Regions from separate parts of the Capsicum annuum genome. Here region 1 is linked to region 2. A link is a contact called in public Hi-C data. All regions are on one chromosome and are shown on one strand. Each heading gives the region's core, a stretch centred on a gene start, on an enhancer-like site or on the middle of the called end of the contact. The rest is flanking DNA. Distances are from core to core; before and after follow the strand shown.

Region 1 (6,801 bases), core at 3,547-6,046, 40 kb after region 2:
AACCATTCAACATTAAAGTTATGTCCTTTTCATAACAATAGTAATTTTTGACAAAATTAGAAATACTTGAGCACTACATTCTCATGAAAAATACTTTGGAGTTGCTTTAATTTCTCCACGGCATATCTTATACGAGTATATATATATATATGGTGCAAATAATTTCTACTTTTATTTATCAGCATGTGACATGTTTTTACCTATAGATATTTTGAACGATTAGATAGCTTAAAAAATTATTTATACATTATGTATAAACTTTAAATGTATTATGAATTATTTGTAGATAGATACTCCATGAAACATGGAATAGGCGTAGATCTATAGAGAGGACTTCACTTTTATTATAGAGGAAACTAAAAAGTTGAAAAATAGTGCTGGGTAAAGAGGGGTTTTTGATTGATTTATAAGTGAATCTATCTACTTTGTAGAGTTTAATAGAGGCAAATAGGCAAAAAAGTAGCTTCCAAAGCTGTCATTAGGGCTCGGTTTTCCCTATTAATCACATCTTTCAAAGCTAAATGTTCTTTTTTTCTCAACTCCTCAATGTTACTTTATTAATGCACAAATGATTTTAAGGGGTTAAAAGATGTATAAGTATCTTTGATAATTCAATTAGGAAAATAGATAATTCAGACAAACTTATCTAATAGTGAAATAAAAGATTTGGCTAGACTGTGCACTATTATATTTTAAGATCTAGGAATATGTTTAATTTGAACCTCTTCAAACAAATTCATAAGCTTTCAGATATCTTCAAAGGTGATTTTTACCTCTCATGAAACTACGCGCTTCTTTAGAACCATAGACACCACATTTTTTTTTGCATGTGATAAGAGTTTTTACCTTTACACATTCATTTTCTTAAGCGTTTTCCAATGCAATCCGAATTGCTACTGCTTCTGGACGATGGTCCTCCCTACAAATTGGATTAAGTATCAAGGACTTGAAGCAAATTCTCAAAACTATCCATAGTTGTCGTTTCAATGCTTGTCACATTCTTCTCCTTTTGTAAGGTAGCATCGCAAACAAAAACCACACTATCTTATGGCACGATAATGATTTCATTAGTAGTACAATCAGGTACCAATGTAGGAGAAGAAATAGTAAGCAAATTACATTCATATTATAGAAAATCAAATAGTGCTTTGTTAACAACATCACTGGGTTCAGAAATATCACCGTTAAAGCTTATAGCGTTTTTTGCCTTTCAAATTTATCATATTATAGAGACATTTAATTTAGAAAGCTCAATAGAATCGGGGTATTAATTAGTATTATTAAAGATCTGTTCCACCATCTAGTAAAATTCATAATTTTCTCGATATTAGGTCAATTTACAGGGAAATTTTTCATACCATCTAAGCCTCAAAATATTTAAAAAATATATGTTCAACAATTTCACTTTTTATACCACGAACTTTATTTGTGTCACAACTAGTATTTTTTAACCTTTTTGAGCTAGCATCAAAGTTTAGTAGTCCAATTGAACTCTTTTTCGTTCAAAATTAGTGAGTTTTCAAGATATGAATATATTTTAAGTTGATTAATTACATTAAAAAGTGATTTGATCATTTATCCTTTTTCTTTCCCAATTCTTTTCAAGTAAAAATAGTCAGCGTTGGGATTTCACAAATAACTTTGAAAAAATATTTAACTCTCTCTTTGGGTTTAGAAAAATCTATTTTTTTGGATCAAAGAAAAAGTATTAGAAATTTGTTTTGGATCAGAGTAGTAGTGTTTTTGTTCCATCTTGTATGACGTTTTCAAATCCGTTTGAAAAAGAACGATAATGTTTTAAATGAAAATGATTAACTTTACGCATCGTATTTTATCCTTAGTAAAGTATTTTTCTAGCAACTTACAAACATCACGACATATTTAAAATAACAAGTTTTAAAATTTGTAGCCATACAAATTGTGTAACATAATTAAAACTATAAATTTTAAGTGTTCATTTTTTCTTAAATTTCGGATCAACTTACACTACCTAACACAAATTAGAATGGAGAGAGTACTTCAATAAATAATTAAATTATGATTTACTGGTATTTATTTATCAGTACATAGATCTTATAATGGTGTTCTATCTTCTAAGGAAAATTGCTAGTCTCCTAGGCAAAGTAAAATAAGGTTGTATAAGAGCAATATTTTTGAGTAAACTTGTAATTGTACTAACAACAATTAATTAAAATAAGGTAAAAATGTAAATAATGTGTCCCAATTCAAAAGTCATAAATGATTTCGTCTTTGTCAGTCAGTACTCTTTGTCTTTTCTTGACGTACTCTCTGCCACATTTGTTGGCTTACAATTTTTTTTAACAAAAGTCATGGTACTAGTAAATAATTAACTCATATACTAGTGATAATTATAGAAGTAAAAAATTGGTAAAAGCAACAGGCAAAAAATAGAAATCTTTAATAACGCAATTGATTCAAAACTATATCATATTTTCAATCTTTGGTCTACCAATCTAGAATGGAATCAATAACATGAGGATTTTCAATCATCTGATCTACCAATCCTAATATAAATTCAGACTGGAATAAATAACATGAAGATTTTCAATCCTCTGGTCTATCAATCTCAATTGGAATCGATAACATAACAAAAAGTAAAACATATCACCCGAAGTGTCTAGAAAAATAATAATCGTTATAGGTTATTTTAAGTTTCGGGTCTAAATTGAGAGTTCACATATGATTATAAGAAAAATACTTGTCGTGGTAATTAAAAGAAGATCCCAACTATTGTTCTAACATGTAATTAATAGAATCAATGTAGTAACATTTTTAATAATTTCCTTTTGACATGATCCTCCTTGAAATTATTGCACTAAAACTTGTTGCAATGGTAAAAATATGAATTAAGGGGGTTATTAGTTGATGCATTTGTAATTAAGAGAATGGGGTAATGCCAGCCTAAACCAACTAAGAAAGTATAGAGAGAGGAGACATAGTTAGTTACACAGCTGTTTTTATAGAGTTAATTAAGGTTATAATGCATCATTAATTTCTAGATTAACAGTAATAACGCCTGGCAATCACTAAAATCCCAACACAAAAAAAAAAAAAAAAAAAAAAAAGACCATTTTTTTACATCATTATTTTTCCAAAGTCAAAATAGGCCCCTCATGCCATGAAATTAGGCAGGTTGTTGGTTCAGTTCACTCCAAAATACTGTACCAAATCACCTATTCCATTTTCATTATATCATTTCTCTAATTTGCCAAATCTCTATAGTTTTATGTTGTGCCTGATTTATCATATTGTAAATACTCATTCACGCTTGATGTTTATACTAAATGAAGCGATTTCACTCTAGCTGTTAAATTGAAAATACTCACGACTTGAACATGATTAAGTGATCAATATGTGTTTTGAACAATTTGACAGAAATATCGAGTGCGAGCAAGTTTTTCGGCAAATCATGAAAGATAAACACTAATTGGCCCAAGGCATCTGCTATAACAAGCTGAACCTAACTATAAACACTTTCATGCTGTTAATATTATAGCTAGAATCATACACATGAGAAATTGAGAAAAGTCAGAAGGGGGATGTGCTTTTATCTAACTTGTGAAAAAGTAGTAAGCACCATCTGAGGTTGACTACTCAAGAGACTTTTGAATCTTAATAGTGTATGATAATGTAATGGGACACAACTAGAAGCCACAATCACTTGAAAGGGCAATGATAGTGGAACACCGAAAGACACCTCATAAACTTTATACAGTGAAATGTTGAATCTATAATTACAAATACTTTTTAAGATTCAGTGGTTTAACATGGTCAAAACGACCAATTGATTTTTCTAGTTCATATGTCTATTCATCGGATTATTGCAAAATTCAACCTGATGTGACAAGACTATCATCAGTCTACATGCATTCACATAATTGTTCTTGTTGTATTCATATAGATATAGGTTCATATAGCGGCTCTCAACTTGTTTTGAATTGAGACGTAGATACAGTGGTGCTACTCTTCCTCTTAATATGATGGTTGTATGCAAACAGAAACTCTGATGGCAAAGAACAAGTATCCACTAGGCATACATTTTTTGCAAACACACTAGAGAAGGCACTCTATTGCATAGATGTGCAATTGGTATTGCTAAACATACACTTTGAAGAAAAGCCATTGCATGGACCAAATAAATGAGGCAAATCTATTGTTTAGATGTGCAATTCTTCATCCAATTTATAAAGTTAGCTTTGACTGTTAAAACTGTTTCCACAGAAATGTAACTAACCGAAGAATAATATAATGTTGAAAGAGTAAGTCAGCTTTGACTTATTTCCACTCAAGTATTTCCTTATTATCCCACTGGCGAAAAAAAAAAGGCAACAAAACTAATAAACTGGTCTCGTTTCTTTCTTGAGAATGTATAGAAAATAAATAAATTCAGCATAAACGATTACAAACAAGTCATCCAAGCCTTGAATTTTTTGATGATTTACAAAAATAGAAATGTCTAAGCGAAACCTGTTCAGAGAAAACCTATACGCACATTTCTTTTTTCTTTTTTTCCATAAGCAACTTATATGCAGAGTCTTCAAACAAGCATGTCAGAAGGTGGCCTCAGTAAGGTCGCGGAGGATATGTTCCAGGGTATGGACCTGATAAGAGTTATAAAGACGGAGAGTCAGATGCTATCGAGAAGTTAGTAAAAAGGAAAAAGAAGAAAATAATGTATTACAAGCATAGTTACCTGGAGGATAGGAATAGTCCTGTGTTGGTGGTGTATAAGAAGACACGGGAGGATATGATGAATGTGGTGGATAAGACGAGGGAGGATATCCGGAAGGTGGTGGATAAGCTGGAGGGTAAGCAGTTGGTTGAGGAGGAGGATAAGATGTGGATGGATATGCTGCTGAATGAGGCGGGTATGCAGGATACGGAGATGGTGTTTGATAAGTTGCTGCTGGTGGACAAGAAGCTACATGTGGTGGAGGAACGGAGTACATAGGTGTATGCAGCTGTGGTGCTGTGTATGCAGCTGTGTATGATGGAGCATAACTTGTTGCCGGCTTCTGGAAATATAAAGAGAAAACATGTCGAGGATATATTAGAAAGATGCGATCTCCTATCCAGATCAGAACGGAAGGGATTTGGGGGGTGGGGATGCTATAGATCGCAGTACTACTTACATTGGCGTTAGCATAGAACATTATGAGCCGAACTTCTCCCCCATGCCTGTAAAAGAAGGAATAAGTGTCAACATTTCTGTTCCTATCTATCAAATTCTTTTACATCCTCCTCAGTATATGTGGTGGAACTTCAATGAATCACAACTCCGAGAGCCAAACCGAAATGATAAAAAAAAATCCGCAGATGCAACACAAGTTCATCAGATAGTTTTAGAGAATCTCAAAGTTGAATTAATTGCTTATATAGATAGTTAGCGAGACCTACATGAAGGTCTCCATTAATCACAAGATTCGTAGTCATGAACAAAATTTCGGGCATAATTTCATGTACCTTGATAGCTAAACTAAGTGTATAAAATCAATAGAAGAAGTGCGACAGCAATGTTCTTCGCATGAAACATTGAGTCAAGTACTTCGCATGATAAAAAGAAAAATAAACAAGACAGAACAGTCAACCTCGTATATTCTTTTAAAGAGGTTTAATTACATCTTCCAGACCAACCAACAAAGTCAGCTTCCGAATTAGAAAGAAAAGAACCAGAGAAGGATGATGACTATCAAAGATGGCAATTGAATACCAACTAACTTAATCCACTCCCATCTTGCAGGGCTTGAAAAAGCAAAATAGTATGTTAATTGGCCCTTGTATTCTTTGACCTTGGCACAACTGACAACGCTTATTAAATTATTAGTAACAGTAAAAGTTAATGATCTGAAATAGGCAAACAGCAAGACTAACAAACAAACAACATACCCAGTGTATTCCCACAAGGTGGGCTTTGGCGTGGGTAGGGTGTACGCAGACCTAACTCCTAGCTTACAGAGGCAGAGAGGTTGTTTCCGAAAGACCCCCGCTCAAGAAATGTGCAAACAACAAGATTGATGGGATTATTTTCTGTAAGTTATTAGTTTAAGTTCTGATTTCCTTGGCATAGTACCAACAAGTGATAACTCACTTTGTTTAAATGCAACTACATGAGTGTCCTAGAGATCCTTCAGATTTCTCAAAGACTTGAGGATACTTGACGTTGATCACGGTAATGTGGCTTGTACCAATCTTCCATTGTTTAATTAAATCTCTTCTTTTTACCCATAACTAAGAATGTAGGTGTTCTGGGATTTCCTCTTCTCTACTTTAAAATGCAGCTCCTTCAGTGTGGGAGTTATTAGCAATAGATTTTTCGTTGTTATGACAGGAAAAATCATCTTAAGTATCTCTTACGAAAAGACTCTTATAAGGTTTGTCCATGTCCACATTTTACCATAAACAAATACCTAGATACTAAGCTTTCCGCGTTTTTTCAGACAACAACCTAAACATACTCTACACGTAATATCTTGACCACGACTACTACCATATTAAGTTCTTAAGCCTAAACCTTGCAGCTGCAACACCATCCTGAAGTGGTATGTGCAAGTTTGATAATAAAACTACAAGTTGTAGGCACTGTTATGCATACCTTTTAATATATGAAAAAAAAAAAAAAAAAACCTATGATTAGCTTTTCAAGAAATCTCTAGATGACAATTTCAGTGAAATCTTTTAAATTTGTATTTACTATGTTCAATCTATGCATTCCCCTTATTACATTAATCAATATGTATTTGAAAATTTTAAGAGGAAATCAATATAAGAGAGTTCAAAGTT
Region 2 (6,592 bases), core at 3,292-5,791:
CGTTTTTTTCATCATTTTCAACAAAAACCTCAAAATCAAACAGAGGATTTCAACCTAGCTTAAGGATTTTTAGGTAGTTTATACGGTAGAAAGTGTAACAAAAGAAGATTTGTTGATATCAAACTACGGAGTGAAAATAAACTCCCCGTTTCTATCTTTTTTTAAATTGTTATTTGTCTTAGCTGGATACGGTTAATAGAAAATAGCTATTGTATATGCTTGCACGGACTGTATCAATGTGGTATAAAAGTGTATCAATCTAATATAAAAGAGTATCAATTGGATATATGTACACTGCATATGTATGCACAGATTCCCCTTTTATCTTGTTATAAAAGTGTATCAATGTGGTATAAAAGAGTATCAATATGATATCAAAGTGTATCAACTGGGTATAGAAACTGCATGTGGCCGACTGAGCCAGTGGCTAAAAGAAGGAAATAAATTGGACCAACTGACTAAAGTTATCCACATTTTCAAATTATGGGCTATTTTAAAAAAAAATGATCAGCGCTTGTTCTTTCCTATATATATTTTGTATGTTAAAGTAGAATGTCCTGCTTAGTTATATGATTACATGTTTGTTTAGAATTGATTAATATTAAGTATTTGAGTATGAAATATCTCGCTCTTTTAGGGCATGCTCATATAAGACCTATGACGGGTTGATCAGCAGATCAACAGAAAAAAACCCAAGATGGAGTAAGCCCAGAGTTATGAGCCAAGACTACTCTGTTTAAGGCCCAGTATTAATTCAGTTGATTTCAGGCCTTCTGACAGCTATTGAACTTTTTGTCCTTCGTTAAAAAACTATCTTTTAAATAAAATTATCTTTTCACTATTTTCTTTAATTTATTATTTAATTGTTTTTATTATATTAACTAGATTTCTAAAATAAATGAGACTCATATATAGACTCCTAAAATATGACTCTATTAAGGAAATATTTTTATACATATTGAAATGCACGTTAAACTAGAGAAGAAGATGATTTACTTATTGGAAAAATATGATTGATACTCATCTAACTTGATTCGATTGTACGTCTAGATTAATGGATGATTAATTTTCTAACTCTCAACTTCTCACTATTTTTGTGAACATAATAGAATTCAACGTATGTGGATATGTATATATATATCTTCTTTGTTTTCATTCAAGTCGTTCTTTAGTGTCAAAATTGTCGATCATACAAGAATTATTTTCATCAAAATTGAAGCTTTGTGATCACTATTGTATTATATTGTGTCAAAAGTGTCAAAAGTGTCGCTCATACAGGTGGTATAGATGAATGTCGGTCGGCGTCGAGGAATTCTTTTAGGTAATTAAAGGTTAGGTTTAATTGTATTATTTTTATATCTCTGTTTTGAGAACTTTTTTTTGTGTAAAGGTAAAGTTTAGTTGTATTATTTTTTTGCTATTTTCATTGTCGTATTATTTTGTTATAATTTCAGGCGGCTTTGAGAATTTTTTTGTGTAAAGATTAGATTTAATTATATTGTTTTGATGTCTCTATCATCGTATTATTTTGTTGCAGTTTACAGTGGTAGATGAATGTCGATCGACTTTTAAAATTTTTTTTTGGTAAAGTTCGGTTTAATTAAATAAATTTTTCAAAAGATGTTGAATTTAATTATTGTATTCATCTTTATTATTTAAACAAATATACTATTTAGTGTAACGTTTGAACTCAATAAAGTGAGGTAGACGGGACCTAAACTAGTAACTTAAAAATATCTCACTATATAACTGGATAGTGTTCGTGGAAGGGTAAAGGTTCGCTACAACCTCCCTCTAATGGATTTTTTAATGACAAGAATCCAAATAAGTATAAATTAAAGAAACCAAATGATCGAAGAAACATGTAACTAAAATAAATACATAACTGAGTATACAGCTTGTTATACCACATGTTGAATTGGGGTCTCTTGGCACTGGACTTCATGTACCTTACAAAACCCTAAACAACACACACAGACACAAAAAAAAAAAAAAAAAAACATAGTGAAGCCGCCAAAATAAGCAAAGAAGAATTCAAATTTGATTGAAGGTACATATAACATTAATAGTAGACAAGGACAGTGTCACGGGCATGAAATTAGGAGATGTACCATATGGTAAACGGAAAATGGAATATTATCTTGGTAACAATATTTATGAAAATCTTCACATTCCAACTTTTTTTAAAATGATTGTTTTCATTTTTTTACCTTACTATGGAAAATATTCTAGATTGACAGGGTCTTCGTCTTGTCACTATCATTTTCATCTTTATTCTTCAGTTGATCACAATCTCTCTTTAACTTTACTCCACCAGCTACATCCATATTTTTGGCTTTTCAAAAAAAAAAAAGAAAAATATATATATATATACCCTTACAACTTAACAGGGTATTTTCTTTGGGGATAAAATTTAATGATATGCGTGTTTCATTTCATTTGGGTGATAAATGTTGAAGCAATAAACTGCTTACATGTAAGTTTATAGCGAACTAGATCGAATTACTAAATGATTAAGGTTGCTTGTTTTTCATCATCTGAATATGCACAATTTATTTATTTTTAAACATAATAAATATACAATTTAAATTAAAAAAATAATTAAATATTTTAAAAATATAAATTTATAATACAAAATCTTTATTCGTTAAAAGAAATTGAAACAGTAGTGCTTTTAGTGATAATGGAGATGTGTGTAGTTATGGTGGGAAACCATATGAACTCTTGTGAGTCTTGAAATACTAATTTCTTTGATTCAATTTTTTTTTTTTTTTTTTTTAGTGTGTGTGAAATCAAATATAATCGGGAACTGTTATTGGAAGGGAGCCCATCGCGACCATGTCCCTCGTAAAAACTCTAGTGAAATAACATGCCATATGCTTTCATCTGACCCTTTTGATACTAAGAAGGATGTTCACTTCTTAAACTATCCTATGTACGAAGGCGGAACGAGGAAGGTTCCCATAGAAGACATAACTGGCCTGGAAATACACAATGTCAATTTTACACCACTAGTCCAATATAAGAGATATGGAAGTGGTCACCATATATAGATAAGGGCAATAACTCACACTCATAATATAGCCACTGTCAATGAGATACTCAGATCTTTGTCTGAAAAAAAAGACATGCTTCCAATGTGGCAGCAAAAGTTTTCTCAGATGTTGGGGCCAAAGAATTGACCCCCCCTGAAAATCTCTCACTAAAATGTTTATTTTTTTCTTGTGAACCCATTGAATTTATATTGACAAAATTCCAAAGAGTAAAATTTTCTAGACCAAGCCTTCACTTAGCAAAATCATAGGACCACTCTATCCAAGACAGAGGACAATGCCTTTATTATTTGTGTATTAATGCTACCTCGTCTACTTATTCTAGAGTAAAATCTAAAATGTACCTCGATATGGGAATTTGTGGGCACCCATTTATGTCTGGTTATTCAATCAAGTTACTATTGGAGGTTCTGTTTGTTTCTGTAGTATTAATGTGTCAACCAGTTTGTAAAAATATATGGCTACCTAAATTATTGAAATTCAAGTGGTTCTTGATGTTCACCTAATTGAGAGGGGAAGTCTTAGAAAAGACTACAATTTATAGCACTTGTATAATATCACACACACACACAATGGAAGGGCCCTAATTATGTTATGATGCAACAGATGTATCCAAGTGCTCAATGAAACAGCTATATTAACTTGGGGAATGATTGATATGGTTCCTATTTTTTCATATATTCAGTTTGTCAAAATTTTAGAGAAAATATCTTTTCTTAAAAACAAGTTTGAAAACAAACTTCATAGATGCAAACGTTGATCGTCTCTCCCCAAGTCTCCATCCCCAAACATTTTCAACACACTCTTAGTAAAATAAGTACGTAATATCTTTTATAAATTTTCTTAACGGTTAACCAAAAATAAAATAAAATCTTAACGAGTATATATGTGTGTGAAAACCTTAAACGATATGTGGGAACAATTAAACAATAGTTTGTGCGATGAGCTACACAAGTCCCACAATGAGAAGAAGCCAAGAACAAAGTGACATCAAATTATCGTCTTGTTAGAGCAACTTAAATGTCACATGTTTTGATTAGTACAACATTCACATGCTATTCTTTTGTAGTTTTGGCCTTACCATCAAACTTGATTAAATGAAGTATTGGGTTAGCTATAGCATGTTTTTCAGTGTATAGATTTACCTTTAAATTTTAGAATTATCACTAAACATATAGTCCTATGTCTTGATAGCTAGGACAATATGATTTTGCTTTGGATTCTTTTTGGGATAAATCATCATGAATAGAAGCTGCGAAGCAATAACTGAGAGTACATAGCAGAAGAAACAGATGGAAAATGTACTGCGCTCAGTGGAAGGACAAATGTTTGAGCACCTTATTAAATGTATACTTCTTCCGTTAGCTTCTACTTGTCACATGTCACTTTTCGTGAATCCGTTTGATTATTCTTCGAAGCTAAATCGAATTAAATTAGTTCAACAACAACAACAAACCCAGTGTATTCCCACCAAGTGCGGGTCTGGGGAGGATAAAATCTACGCAGTCCATACCGCTACCTCCGAAGAAGTAGAGAGGCTGTTTCCGATAGACCCCCCGGCTCAAAAAAATAGAAAGAGAACAAAAAGAGGGAAAAAATAGAGCTGCAGCAAAAATATTCAATATTTTAAATTTAAAGTTTAGATATTCAAAAACTACGTGAAAAACAGTAAGTTTTCATCCTTCTCAGATTAATATAATGAAAAATACATCTTAATTTAATTGTTGGTCAAAGTTCATGCAGTTTGATTCTCGAAAAATGAAAGGTGACAAGTAAAACCTATTGGGGAGTGCCAAATTCATATATGGAGACCATAATATAACTCACGCGAAGCGTATGCACTGTAAGCAAGTTGGACTCTTTCAGCTCTATGAATAAATGGCATGCATGGGGTCCTTTTTCATTTGGTCAATTAATAGTTGGACAAGGCCCACTGACACAGATAATGTTCCATACACTAACAAAGCTTCTGCTTCTTGAGACCTTCCATGGTGACGACTGACCAGTTGGTGATGATGATCGTGACATACTCATAAATAACTATGACCTCTCAGTTACACAAACAAGTTGGATCCGTAATATGAAGTCTCACAAATCATGTAGCTTCAATATTATTTAAACTCTTTATGTTAGAGCCGCGGAATCAGTTGGTAATGCTTAAATGAGGGCAAATAACCTACATGACTGAACCCTTCAGATATAGCTCTGCGTCATGCATCAAGCTGTCTTCTTTTATTTCGTAATCTGTATTGTGATATATAATTTATCGTGAATTAGCTCGTTGTTCTCTGGTTATCCATCCTAGATCCTACCACATCGACAACGTTAATTTAGAACATATATATACTAAAGCTTAATTAGATTAAAAAAAATATATATATGGCAGTTCCAGACACAAACCACTAAAAAATCAAATTTTTAAGAATAATTTAAAAAAATCATACGTATGAATGTAAGTCACTTTTAATGTCAGTAGATATTTATGGTGAGAAGGCAGAGTTTGAAAAACATTTCCTTACATCAACTTCTTGCCAGGCTTGCTGTGTTACGTGTGTTCATCTTCAATTCATTCACAAGATGAAACAAATATAAAAACTATGCCTAATAAATGTTTGCTTCTCTCCTCTTTCCCTTTTAATTTTGATTTTTTTTTTTTTCGGTAGACAAGGTTTAAAAGAAAATGTTTTTTTTTTCTCTTGGTTGTAAAAAATGAAAATGTTAGGGAGTCAACAAAAGCTAGGGATATGTTTGGTTGCTGGTTTGGAATAATTCATCTTAATATAAACTCCCGGCATAAATTCTTAAAATTTGGTTGGTAATTGAGACTTTTCTTTAGTGCATTTTTTTCTCCCTGATTTGATATGTTTAGTTGACACAAAAGCCTATCCAAAACAGCCCCGATCTCCTTGTAAGAATGTATGCACTGTGTATATTATTGTTATTGTTGTTGGTTGGTTATGTTGCATCAAAAAGTAAGTGTGTATATAGCTGATCCATCGTTTGGTTGACAGATTAAATATGGATTAAAGATTAGTATATTAGCAATATAAATAAAAACTGATTATAAACCATTAGAAAGGAAAAGATACCCTATATTAAAATAAGTCATTCATGAATAACAATTATTATTAATAACTGCATAATAATTGCTACATAGATAGTTTGTGTATGTGCGCGTGTGTATATATGACTTTGACGGCAACAAATTTAAAAAAAAATGAAATGCTTTCATTTCTAAGCACAAAATAAAAAAGAAATCATCAACTAATAAGTTGGGTTTGAAGGAGTAGTTATTTGTACAACATTCCATAGACACTGACAAAAGAGTTGTTGGTATTACAAATTTACTTACTGCAAAGGTCAAATTAGAATCACCTTTTCTACATCAACAGTATGTATGAGAAGAATTCAACTAAAGGTCAAATTTGGGCTTGCATTTTTCTCTTTTTTTTTTTCCTGGTACAAGAAGATGATCATGGAATTTATGGGTCCATTTGTTATGCTGTAGTTTTCACCTTTACAGCTGTGAGCAAAAAATA

The links. A called contact is a pair of places that touch in the nucleus more often than the background predicts.
Region 1: a contact with region 2 is called in a Hi-C map of leaf, with 2.1 times the contacts expected there. The contact joins two enhancer-like sites. A contact is called at or near these places in 3 of 5 Hi-C or Micro-C datasets (bud, leaf and placenta).

The regions. Positions count from the first base shown.
Region 1 is chr8:165,690,450-165,697,250 of UCD10Xv1.1, forward strand. LOC107840238 (protein SRC2 homolog) reads right to left here. Exons shown (of 7, transcript XM_016684040.2): 5 at 5,154-5,199; 6 at 4,715-5,036; 7 at 4,357-4,622. The coding sequence ends at 4,585. Among protein-coding and RNA genes, the nearest start is that of LOC107840238, 6.2 kb to the right of the region's middle. Within about 2 kb of position 4,797, at least 3 of the 5 cell types and tissues checked have an H3K27ac peak or open chromatin away from gene starts, as enhancers often do. A contact at or near this core is called in leaf, where this site is marked.
Region 2 is chr8:165,650,225-165,656,816 of UCD10Xv1.1, forward strand. No RefSeq gene overlaps it. Among protein-coding and RNA genes, the nearest start is that of TRNAM-CAU, 5.9 kb to the left of the region's middle. Within about 2 kb of position 4,542, at least 3 of the 5 cell types and tissues checked have an H3K27ac peak or open chromatin away from gene starts, as enhancers often do. A contact at or near this core is called in leaf, where this site is marked.